Regions from separate parts of the Zea mays genome. Here region 1 is linked to region 2. Evidence: chromatin contacts called from public Hi-C data. All regions are on one chromosome and are shown on one strand. The core of a region is the stretch at or near the end of the contact, and the rest is flanking DNA. Distances in the headings are between cores, read along the strand shown.

Region 1 (5,019 bases), core at 1,677-4,176, 150 kb before region 2:
CTAGCTAGGGGTAGGATAATGATGTATCCCCCGTGGCGCGGTTGGTCCGAGCCCAAGGTCGGGCGAGGCGGAGGTTTCTCCTGAGGCCGAGGCCGGGGTCGGGCGAGGACGCGATTCCTCCCGAGGCCGAGGTTGAGGCCGAGCCCTGGGGTCGGGCGAGGCGGAGACCTCCTTCCGAGGCCGAGGTTGAGGCCGAGCCCTGAGGCAGAGACCTCCTTCTGAGGCCGAGACCTAAGGTCGGGCGAGGCAGAGCTTCCTGTTGCGCCCGAGGCCGAACTTGGCTATTGTCAGTCTCACCCTGGTGGGTGGCACAGCAGTCGGAGCGGGGCGAGCGGTGTTGTTTTCCTGTCAGGTCGGTCAGTGAAAGGGCGAAGTGACTGCGGTCACTTCGACCTTGCTGACTGAGGCACGCGTGTCAGGATAAGGTGTCAGACGATCCCTGCATTGAATGCGCCTGCGATACGGTCGGTTGGTGAGGCGATTTGGCCAAGGTTGCTTCTTGATGAAGCCTGCCCGAGCTGGGCTTCGGGCGAGCCGAGGGTGCGTCCACTGCTTGAGGAGGCCCTCGGGCGAGGCATGAATTCATCTGAGACTACTGTTCCCGCCCGAGCCCGGGCTCGAGCGAGGCGAGATTGCGTCCCTTGGTAGACGAGGCCTTGACCTGAACCGCGCCCAACAGTTATGCGGTTTGTGCTGATAGTGGTTACCAGTCGTGTTTAGGAGAGTTAGGGGTACCCCTAATTACGGTACCCGATAGCGCCCATCAGTCTTTGCGGTTTGTGCTGATGGTGGTTACCAGCCGTGTTTAGGAGTGTTGGGGGTACCCCTAATTACGGTATCCGACAACGATACATGTGGTTTGGCCTGGCACCGTATCGACTCGATATACGAGGCGTGTCGTGCTTGAGCCATTGTCTCTATCTGTAGTGTCGATCTGTTCTGGCTCGATTATTATTTTATTTAAAACCCGTTTATATATATTTACTATAGCTTATCCCTATTTTGACACAAGTCTTGGTTTAGCTGGTTAGCAAAGCGTAGCTAGCGTTTCTGTCGCGGCTAAAAATTTCCGTATTTGAAAATCTAGAGACTAAATTAGAATAAAAATTATTTTAATTTTTGTGTTGACAATATAAAGGCTAAAATGGAATAACAAATTATTTTAGTGTCCGTATTTAGCAATTTAGCGAGTAAGATAGAATAAATTGGAGAGACTAAAAATTAGTTACCGGAAACCAACACACTCTAAATCATATAGTATAGCATAATTCACCCTTTTATGCCCAATAGTGTTTTCTATACGTCTCGAGGAAAAAGTCTCTAAGGTCACACACCGATGGCACACGGACAACCAATAGCACGTGGTAGCGGAGATCTATAATTCAAAAAAAAAATGGCAATCCTTCTGGAGACGAATTCGCGAAGACCAAAGACGTAGAAAGTATGGGGAGGCGGATTCGTAGCTACCACAGTACAATAGTCGATCAAGAGGCCCGCGCGCCCTATTTTCCCGTCACAGGGGGGGTAGGCTAGTAGTGCTGTTGCCGAGATGATTCGGAGAACCTGAGCTACTGTTCCAGCACGCGGCATTGTTCCCACTCTGGTGTAGATATATCCTCGGCAAGCAAACTCCAACAGTGTCAGTTCTTGTGGTCGCCTGGAATGAAGGCGTGGTCGATCTTTTAATGGACAGACAACTTTGGTTGGATTATACATTTATTTATATCATGCTGAGATGATCACGGTGAATGAAAAAAGAACACTGCAATTCATGCAACGCATGCAAGCCCCCAACTTAACAGTTAACAGCCACCGAGTGCCGGAAGAGTCTGACGAAACGAAAAGGTCGAAAGAGTCGCCAACCACCCACCCGCGCCTCTTATTATGTAGTACTGAGAAAGGCATGTGCAACTGCACTGCACATGGCGACCGGCCGGGGCGGATGGGTCCTGCTCCTGCAGTGTGCTTTTCGGCCGCATAGATTGCGGTGACACGAACATAGTGGACGCGCACAGATACGTACGCCTATGCCCCCGTTTGTTTCGGCTTTTTGCAGCTTCTAGCCACCAGAAGCTGCTGCGGACAGCCAAACACTCAGCTTTTCAGTCAGCTTCTATAAAATTCGTTTGGGTAAAAACCATTCAAAATCAACATAAACATATAATCGGTTGAGTCGTCGCAATAATAGTTATCTGTCACTTTATAGATCCTGAGTCCCATGGACAACTTTATCTTCCTCCATACGTAATCCTAATGATACTCAGATTCTCTACACAGCTAGATTTTCCCCACAGCTAGATTCTCGGAAAAGTTGGTCAAAAAAAAGCTGAACCAAACAGGCCCTATGTCAGGTGAGAATGAGCTGCGCAGTGGAAAATGCTGCTGTCCCAGGCGCTTCCTCACCGTACCTGTCGCCACGACGACTTGGCCGCTAGGGCCATAATATATGTCGTCAGTCGTCACGTCTTGCTGCAGGCAGGTCCATACAAGACAACGAGGCATGGGCACGGGCAACATAGCTTTCGTAACCCGTAAGCGCCTGATACGTAAGCAAGATGGTGTGAGCAATGAGAAACTATCTGAGAACACACGGAACTCACCGGACGTCCACGTCAGAATCATCCACGTCCGTCCTGTACGCGTGGACTAGTAGTATACACCAGTAGAGCTCTGTGACTGTGTGTGTTATATCAGCATCAAGAGATGGGAGCAGCAAGGCGCTTCTGTCATGAGCCGTGACCGTGAGCGTACTACGTACTTTGCCTCGGCGGCTCTGCCGGTTCGTTGTGGAGGGTGGCGGCTGTTTTGCCGGCGGGCGGGCATTGATGACATGCGTCGCCGTCGCCGAGGCCGTACCGGATCGTAACCATCGGGATCGGGCTGCCGCATTGAATTCGATCGGCAACATGCAGAGATGGGCCTTGGCAGCTTGGAATTGAATGGTGGGTGGTGGCCCTAGATCTACGGCAGATGGCGGCCTACCTACACGTACGTACGTCGGTCGGTGTCAAGCGTAACCTCCCTCCGTCCCGTGGAACTCAAATTCTCTTGTTCCTAGTTCGATCGACCGGAACGTGTCTCTCTCTTTCTTCTCCAACTAGTTCGGGACGTTGCAGTTGAGTAGTAATTCACCGAGCCACGGCGGCGCGCGGGGGCCGGCGGAGGCGCACCGGTCGCTGTTGGCGCGCGGCCGCCGAACACACACCGGGGACTAGTAGTGCGCGCGGGGATGGCGCCACAAGCCCACAAGTAGAGATGGTCAAACGGGCCGTCCTGCCTGACCCGGTCCGGGTCCGGTGAAGCCCGGTCTGTATTGGGCCGACCCGCCAGGCACGCCAGGTAAATCGGGCCGAGCCATATTGACCTGCGGGTTTGAAATGCTGCATAAGTCCGGCATGACGCGGGCCTAAACGTGTTGGGTAGGCCCACCCTGAAAACAGGGTCGTGCCGGCCCGAGCCCATTTTCAATTGGCTACTGGCGGCCGGCTGTGGGTTGGCTCTCGGCCTACATGATGCTCGCGATCGCGAGGCTCGAGTACGACGGCGCCGCCGACGGCCGGTGGTGCTTGACGAGGGCAGACACCGCCGCGATGGGGCTCGCGCTGGCCCTGCGCCGGTCACGCTCCCTGACCAGCTCGTGCGCCAGCCGCTCTAGCTTCTTCGCGTTGCTCTGCTCCGCCACCACCTTCCCGCGGAACAGCACCGACTCCACGTTCCTCTGCGCCAGCATCTCCTCCGCCTCCGCGGCGGCGCCACGGCTCGGCCCTCGCGGCGTCCCTGTCGCCTGGATGCAAAAGCAGGGGGGTTAGTGTGTCAACCAAGATTACTCACGACCAGAGCAGAGCATGAGCAGCACTGGACAGTGAAAGCAGAGGACAGGTGCCGAGCGGTGGAGACTGGGGAAGAGAGACGAAAGCCGAGGACCGCCGAGCCGACGAGAGCCGACGAGCGTCGAGCGGCGATCTGCGGAGAGGCGGCGCAGCGGCGATTAGGGTTTCGCCTTTCGAGGAAGAGAGACGAGCGGCTGCGGCCTGATCTATCCGGCCGAGTGGGCTGTCTGTCTGTGGCCTGTGGGGAGTGTGGGCCGAGACGCCGAGTGGGTTGTTTTCACGAGCGGGCTTTAACCGGGCCTGATCTATAAACCGTGTCGTGCTAGCCCAACAGGCTGTATACTGTGCACGAACCCGGCACGCCTATTCGGGCCAGGCTAGCACGGATCCGGTTAAAACGGGCTGTGCCATGTCTCGTGCCGGGCCGGCGAAGCTTGCTTCCATTCGTGCTTTCGGACCGCGGCCCTTCTGTACATATGTAGCCACAAGCCAAACGGCCGGGCCCCAGGCCAGGCCTTCCCCTCCCAAGTGTCAAGTCGGCGAGCGTGTGAGCCGTGAGCCGGCGGCAGGGCAAGGGCAGGCAGAAGCCGCAGAACCGCAGGAACCTTTGCTCTCCCGTTCGTTCTATCGCAGCTTTGTCCTGCTGCCGCTGCTCGCTCGGGGCCCAAGATGATCAGGCAGGTGAAATCTGAGAACTGGTGGAAAAGCAGCCTCGCCGTCTGTCCGGACAGCAGCAGCTAGCCAGCGCCCAGCGGCCACTCCCCTCTGTCCGACGGACAGTTATCCGAGAATCTAGCTAGCAGCAGTAGGAGTATGGGTTCTTAGTACTAGTATATGGTAAATAAACTCTATTGATTGGTCCACATAGAGTAGTACACTTAGTACAACTACTCGCTGGAGGCAGGGAGGACAACGAATACGAGTTGTGTACAGGAGCAACCGAGCAAGCAAGCAGGCAGGTATGTCGGCACGTGGGTGTGTGCTCCGGCGGCCAGAGGGCTCTCGCTCGACCGACCCCGATCTTGATCCCAAAATCGCAGCTGCTTTTGCTACCCTAGCACCCTACACGAACGGTGGTTGGCAACATTTCCAAGTGCAGGGTACGGTGGTCACCCACACACGCGACCCAGATGGATGGCTAGCTAGCTAGCTTGGACACGACACCAAGGGAAGAGGGCCGCCCCTGCAC
Region 2 (5,505 bases), core at 921-3,420:
ACTGGGTTGTGGCATGACCTTGGAACCGGGCCCATCTAACCATCCGTGATGAAAACGTATGCACTGTGGGTTTATAGAACAACTTATTATGACAGGCGAAGTAGAGCACGACCGCGGTCAACTCAATTACTAGTCGAGACCATCTGCACTGCACCGTTACGACAGGCGAAGTAGACGGCTGAATCCGTGGATCCATTCTAGTCACACTCTAACGAACAAAATGCCACCCACACACCAATTCTATTTTACCTTATATTATCTGGAGTCGGTCTTCATGGAATGGATTCTCCATCGGTTAGCACAAATTTGATCCCTACGCACTGGTAGTTTTTTTTAATGAACAAACCCCACCATGGATCGATGACATTGGTTGGTGGAGCGACGGGGGCACAAGCCCGCAGCGCCCGACAGCAAGGTCCAAGTTTCAACGCCGCGTCCTCAACTGTCACCTTCGTGACCTCACCACACCTCCGGTCCCTCACCGTCTCCACTGCCGAATACTATATATATTTATTAAGCAATATTTTATGTTTCCTGAGAAGAGTCGACCACTCGGCCCGTCCCGCGGGCAGGCGGAAGAATATATGTGAAGCGAATAAACACTGCCAGCAGCGAAAGGGCCTCTAGCGTAATGGTTAAGGCTTCCGAGTAGCACCTCCAGGTCCTGGGTTCGATCCCCCTCGGGGGCGAATTTCTGGCTTGGTTAAAAAAATCCCCTCGTTGTGCCCCACCCGCTCTCGGGTTACGTCCTGCGCGCCACCCTCCGGCTGGGCCGTTGCAGAGTGGGCGGTGACGGCCCGCTAGTGATGGGGGCCAGGGTTCGAGGATTTTCTCGGCCGGGACCATGTTTCGGTCTCTTCTTAATATAATACCGGGAGGGCGGTCTTTCCCTCCCCGGCCGAGTTTTAATAAACACTGCCAGATGTCAAATCAAATCCGCCGCGTATCTGACCGAACTCGTTGCGCTGCACCTTTCGTGCGCGACCCTTTGACAATAAAGAAACACGTCTCGCACGCACGCACGCAGGGTCTCGTATCTATCCTAGCCACACGACGACGAGACGAACTGTTGGGCGTCTGCATGCTAGGTAAGGTTCGCTGTGTCTGTGTGCGCTGCGCTCTCTAGCGAGCGTTACGTCACTGTGGAACACGTACCGAGAAGATTTGACGTGCCGTGCCGTGCCGTGGCCATTTGCGCCCACATGCACCGCCACTGGAACCACACATCCATTTCTGTCAGTCAGTGTAGCGCGCGGGTCGACAGGCACACACGACACGGCACGTAACGCCTCCTATTCGCAGGTCAGGTTTTATTCGCCTGGGCGGCCCAGCACTCCACTTCCACTAGCTAGCTGCCGGTGAGGTCACCACGCGCCGCTCCGGATTGACCCGCTGGCTGGCGAGTGGCGACGGCCCGCGAAGCGGAAGGACCGAAGGGGACAGGAGGACGAGCCGGAAACGAGCACGGCCTGAAGTCTGACCTGCTCCAAATCTCAGTGGACGCACCGGCGCCCGGGACGACCAACCACCACCACCACTTCCACTCCCTTGCTCTGCTCCGCACCATCAAGTCAACCTGTTCTCGTCCTCCCTCCCCACGACGACGCACGCGCGGGGCGCGGTGGAGATGGTAGGCCAAGCCTAAATGGAGCCACGGTGGAGGTCGCTATCCATCCTAGGCCGGACTCGCTCCATCGGCGCGGCGCGGGGACCTGCAGACGCCCCTCGCTCTCCCGTCCATGTCGCTCCAGGAATGTCCCTAGCGCTCCGGTCCCCGCTCCCTTTCCGTTTCGATTCGGGTGCCGCCGTGCCGGGAATTGTTCGTGCAGCGGTGCAGCCTGCAGGTGCAGGTGCTGACCTGCTGTAAACCTGTAACGCGCGCGGTTCGAGTTTGTAAACCTGTAACGGTCCCCGCTCCGTGCTGCGCCGGTGGACGGAACGCCAGTCACTCAGTCAGTCGGCGGGACAGTTTGCCTCAGGTGCGTGATCTTTTTTTTTCCTCTCTTGTTGGAGAATTAGTTCCGAGAGCATAAAACATCATGGGAACGGCCGGTTGGGCTAGGCAACGAGAGTCGGCCCAGAAAATATGAGAGGCCCATATCAATGGTAGACTCAGTTCTCCTTTCATCAAGCATTTCCTCTGGGCCTACTTTTTCACCTGGACCTCAACCTTGGAGATCAGGGATACCGTCATCCCTCTACCATAAGGCAGCCCATCGACTTCCCATTCGGCCAGCGTACTCGGCCCAGCATTTGTCAGGTGACCCATCCCGTTACCATTGCATTGTTTATAAACTAGTGGATGAGCTGTTTGAGATAGCCGCTTGTCACTCTGAGCATCTCTAGAAGTGTTTATAAATTTCACTATCTAAATTATTATTTAGGAGAGTGGTTTGCATAAGAATCAATTTCTATATCTTATCAATCTCCACCAACTTGTGTATATATCTTATGTGCATTTTAGAGAATCATTTACGTTTTCTATCTTTGGCTACGAGAAATCTAGAATAAAATATGGTTACACTTGGATAACTATTTAGATAAGTTGTTGGAGGTTTTTTTTTACATAAATCTCAATTCATGTTAACTATAGGATGGAAGAATATAGAATCTCTTGGAGTTCTTGCAGTGCCATTTTATGTCGTAAAATACGTTAAGGGCTAGTTTGGAAACTCAAATCCACTTCAGAAATGAAGGTGAAGGTGATTAGAGAGAAAATTAGTTTATTTTTGTTGAGACCTACGTTACCACGGATCACCAGATCCGCTCCCTTCCCTCCCGTCAGCAGTAGAGGCGCAAGAAGATGTAGAGAACCCGTCTACCTTACCATAAGCACGACAGAGGAAACACGCGAGACACTGGATATAGGGTTGGGCCTCTGACCTATTTCTCTTCTCTATTCCATATGAAGGGTACATGTTCTATATATAGAGACGCGATAGCCCTCAGGGCTATATTCAGTATTTGTCCACATAACACTTTATTAGGGTTTCTCAACAATTTTCACCTCAAACTCCTCTAATCCGGAAGGGAATTTGAGGTTCCCAAACGAACTACAAATCACCAGCTCCGGAACTGTTCCCCGGGCCGCACAGGATGGGCTACATGTGAACAGCGAGCTCGAGTGCAACGAGCAGGCCAGGACGAGCGATCAACTAATACCGTGGCCCGCATGGAAGGAGGCAGCTCCGCACGCAAGGCAACAAAAGAGGCGGCCACCAACCAGCAGCGCGACGAGGACACGGCGTACGTGTTTAAAAACTTATGCGTATGCGCGCCGAGCCGGCGCGACGCACGGCTCGTCGTATTTAACCGATTGATGGATCGCGGCACGGCGTACGTACGCGCGTACAAATTGCTTATATATATATATATATATATATATATATATATATATATATATATATATATATATATATATATATATATATATATATATATATATATATATATATATATATGCTTTGGCTCTCAGTATCAACTCGACGGATCGCGTGTGGCCTGCCCCTGACATAGAGATTAAGGCCACGAACCAGATGCGCGTCAGACTAATGCGTTAATAACACTCGACAGTCACAGTACACTAGTGGCTACTACATATCATACAGTACACTATAGAGCTACACAGCCGTGAACATCATCCTAGTATACGTCACGTACGTACAGAGACGCCGGTGTACAGTGCTTGTACTGTTGCCCCATAACGGCAACTTGTTCCCTACCGCCGGCTACCGGTATGGGGACGGGGTGCGGAAAGGGCGAAAGATCCAGGCGGTGGACGGGCCTTGGATTTGGAAAAGAAACATCGTGGTCGATCGCGCCACCGCTCCGCATGATTAGGCCCTTTCGCGTCCTGATAATGGACGGACGCGCGACGACGCTTCCTCTTTTTCTCTCTCTCTCTCTCTCTCTCTCCCGTCTCGCTGTCGCTCTCGCCTCTCGCTACGGGAGTCGGGTGCCCATCACGGTGATGGCCGAGTACCTTCGCCTTGTCCGCGTCCGTGTTGTCGGCCGTACGGTGTTTGCCAGCACCGCTGGCCCACGTGATCCATCGCAACCACAGGCCCTAATCATTTATCACATCGGCTCCTAGTCCTTTCCACTCCCCCCGATTTTTTTTACACGTACGTTTGGTTTGGTCTGAACCAAATATTGCTATCTCTGATCATTCATTGGACAATTTTTTTAGTTTCTTCCACGTATGACTTATATGTTATAAAAGAGATGTTGTTTTTAGTGAATCTAAAAGCATGGATCTGATATTACAAAATCTATTTTTTTTAAAAAAAAACAAATGATCAAAGTCACATACGTTTAATGTTAGGAAAAACTTTAACATGAATGACGTGTAAATAAAAAGTGAGCAAGACGACAACGCAGGCAAAGCATTAATCACCTCTTGTGTTTTAGCTTCCTGTGCTGTCGTGGCCGCGTCATAACGCACGCACGTACGTACGTACTCTCTGGCATGTCGACCTCAGCTACTTTAATTTGTGGCGTTCTTTGGCTACGTGCCAGACGCGTGGACGTGGTCACGTGGACACGTATTTACATACACTACCGGAATCGCGTTCTTTGCCGAGTGTCTAAGACACTCGGCAAAGGCTATTTTACACTCGGCAAAGGCTTTGCCGAGTGTAACACTCGGCAAAGAACACTCGGCAAAGATTTCATCGGCAAAGGGTTCTTTGCCGAGTGCTTTTTTTCAGACACTCGGCAAAGACTTTGCCGAGTGTCAAAAAGCACTCGGCAAAGAAAAACACTCGGCAAATTAAGAATCGAAAAAATTAAAAAAAACAGGAAAACATTTTTTAAATTCTAGGAACAACTCTCCAACCCTACCCTATTACCTTACCCGTTGCCCTATCATTTTTCACTATTATTTTGAATCAAACTTATATGTTTTGTAAATGGTGAGATTCGAACTCGCAACCTCTCTCTCGCGCATACCCTCCTATACCACTACACTACTACACCAATTATGTTTATATTACGTTTCCATTCCCATGTACTATAACAAATCGAGAGTAATTTGATTATTTAAGGCACTAAATGAGTTCATTTGAAAATGTGACCAACTATAAAGTTGCATAACTTTTTGAGATCTAAAAGTTTTATTTTAATAGTTTCTACATCCGAGACCGTTTATAAAATTTGAATTTTAAATTTAAAAACTTCACACGAAATTTTCAATGATAAGATGATTTCAAATAAAAAAATTGTCAACTAAAAAGTTTCATTACATTTTAAGACCTACAACTTTTATTTTGGTGGTTTTTCCATCCGAGACAGTTTGAAAAATTCAAATTTTAAAATTCAAACATAGTTTTGCATAACAAGATGATTTCAAACTAAAACATTGTCAACTACAAAGTTTCATAACTCTTCAATACCTACAACTTTCATGTTGGTGGTTTTTCCTTTCGAAGTCGTTTTCAAAATTCAAATTTTAAATTTTTTAAATTCAGACATAGTTTTCGTTGACAATATGACTTCAAATGAAAA

What was found. Hi-C and Micro-C count contacts between places; a contact is called where the count stands out from the background.
Region 1: a contact with region 2 is called in a Hi-C map of tassel, with 2.5 times the contacts expected there. The contact joins two enhancer-like sites. A contact is called at or near these places in 3 of 25 Hi-C or Micro-C datasets (ear, leaf and tassel).

The regions. Positions count from the first base shown.
Region 1 is chr2:18,121,533-18,126,551 of Zm-B73-REFERENCE-NAM-5.0, reverse strand. No RefSeq gene overlaps it. Among protein-coding and RNA genes, the nearest start is that of LOC109943968, 19 kb to the right of the region's middle. Within about 2 kb of position 2,926, at least 19 of the 20 cell types and tissues checked have an H3K27ac peak or open chromatin away from gene starts, as enhancers often do. A contact at or near this core is called in ear, leaf and tassel, where this site is marked.
Region 2 is chr2:17,967,341-17,972,845 of Zm-B73-REFERENCE-NAM-5.0, reverse strand. No RefSeq gene overlaps it. Among protein-coding and RNA genes, the nearest start is that of LOC103646067, 15 kb to the right of the region's middle. Within about 2 kb of position 2,170, at least 19 of the 20 cell types and tissues checked have an H3K27ac peak or open chromatin away from gene starts, as enhancers often do. A contact at or near this core is called in ear, leaf and tassel, where this site is marked.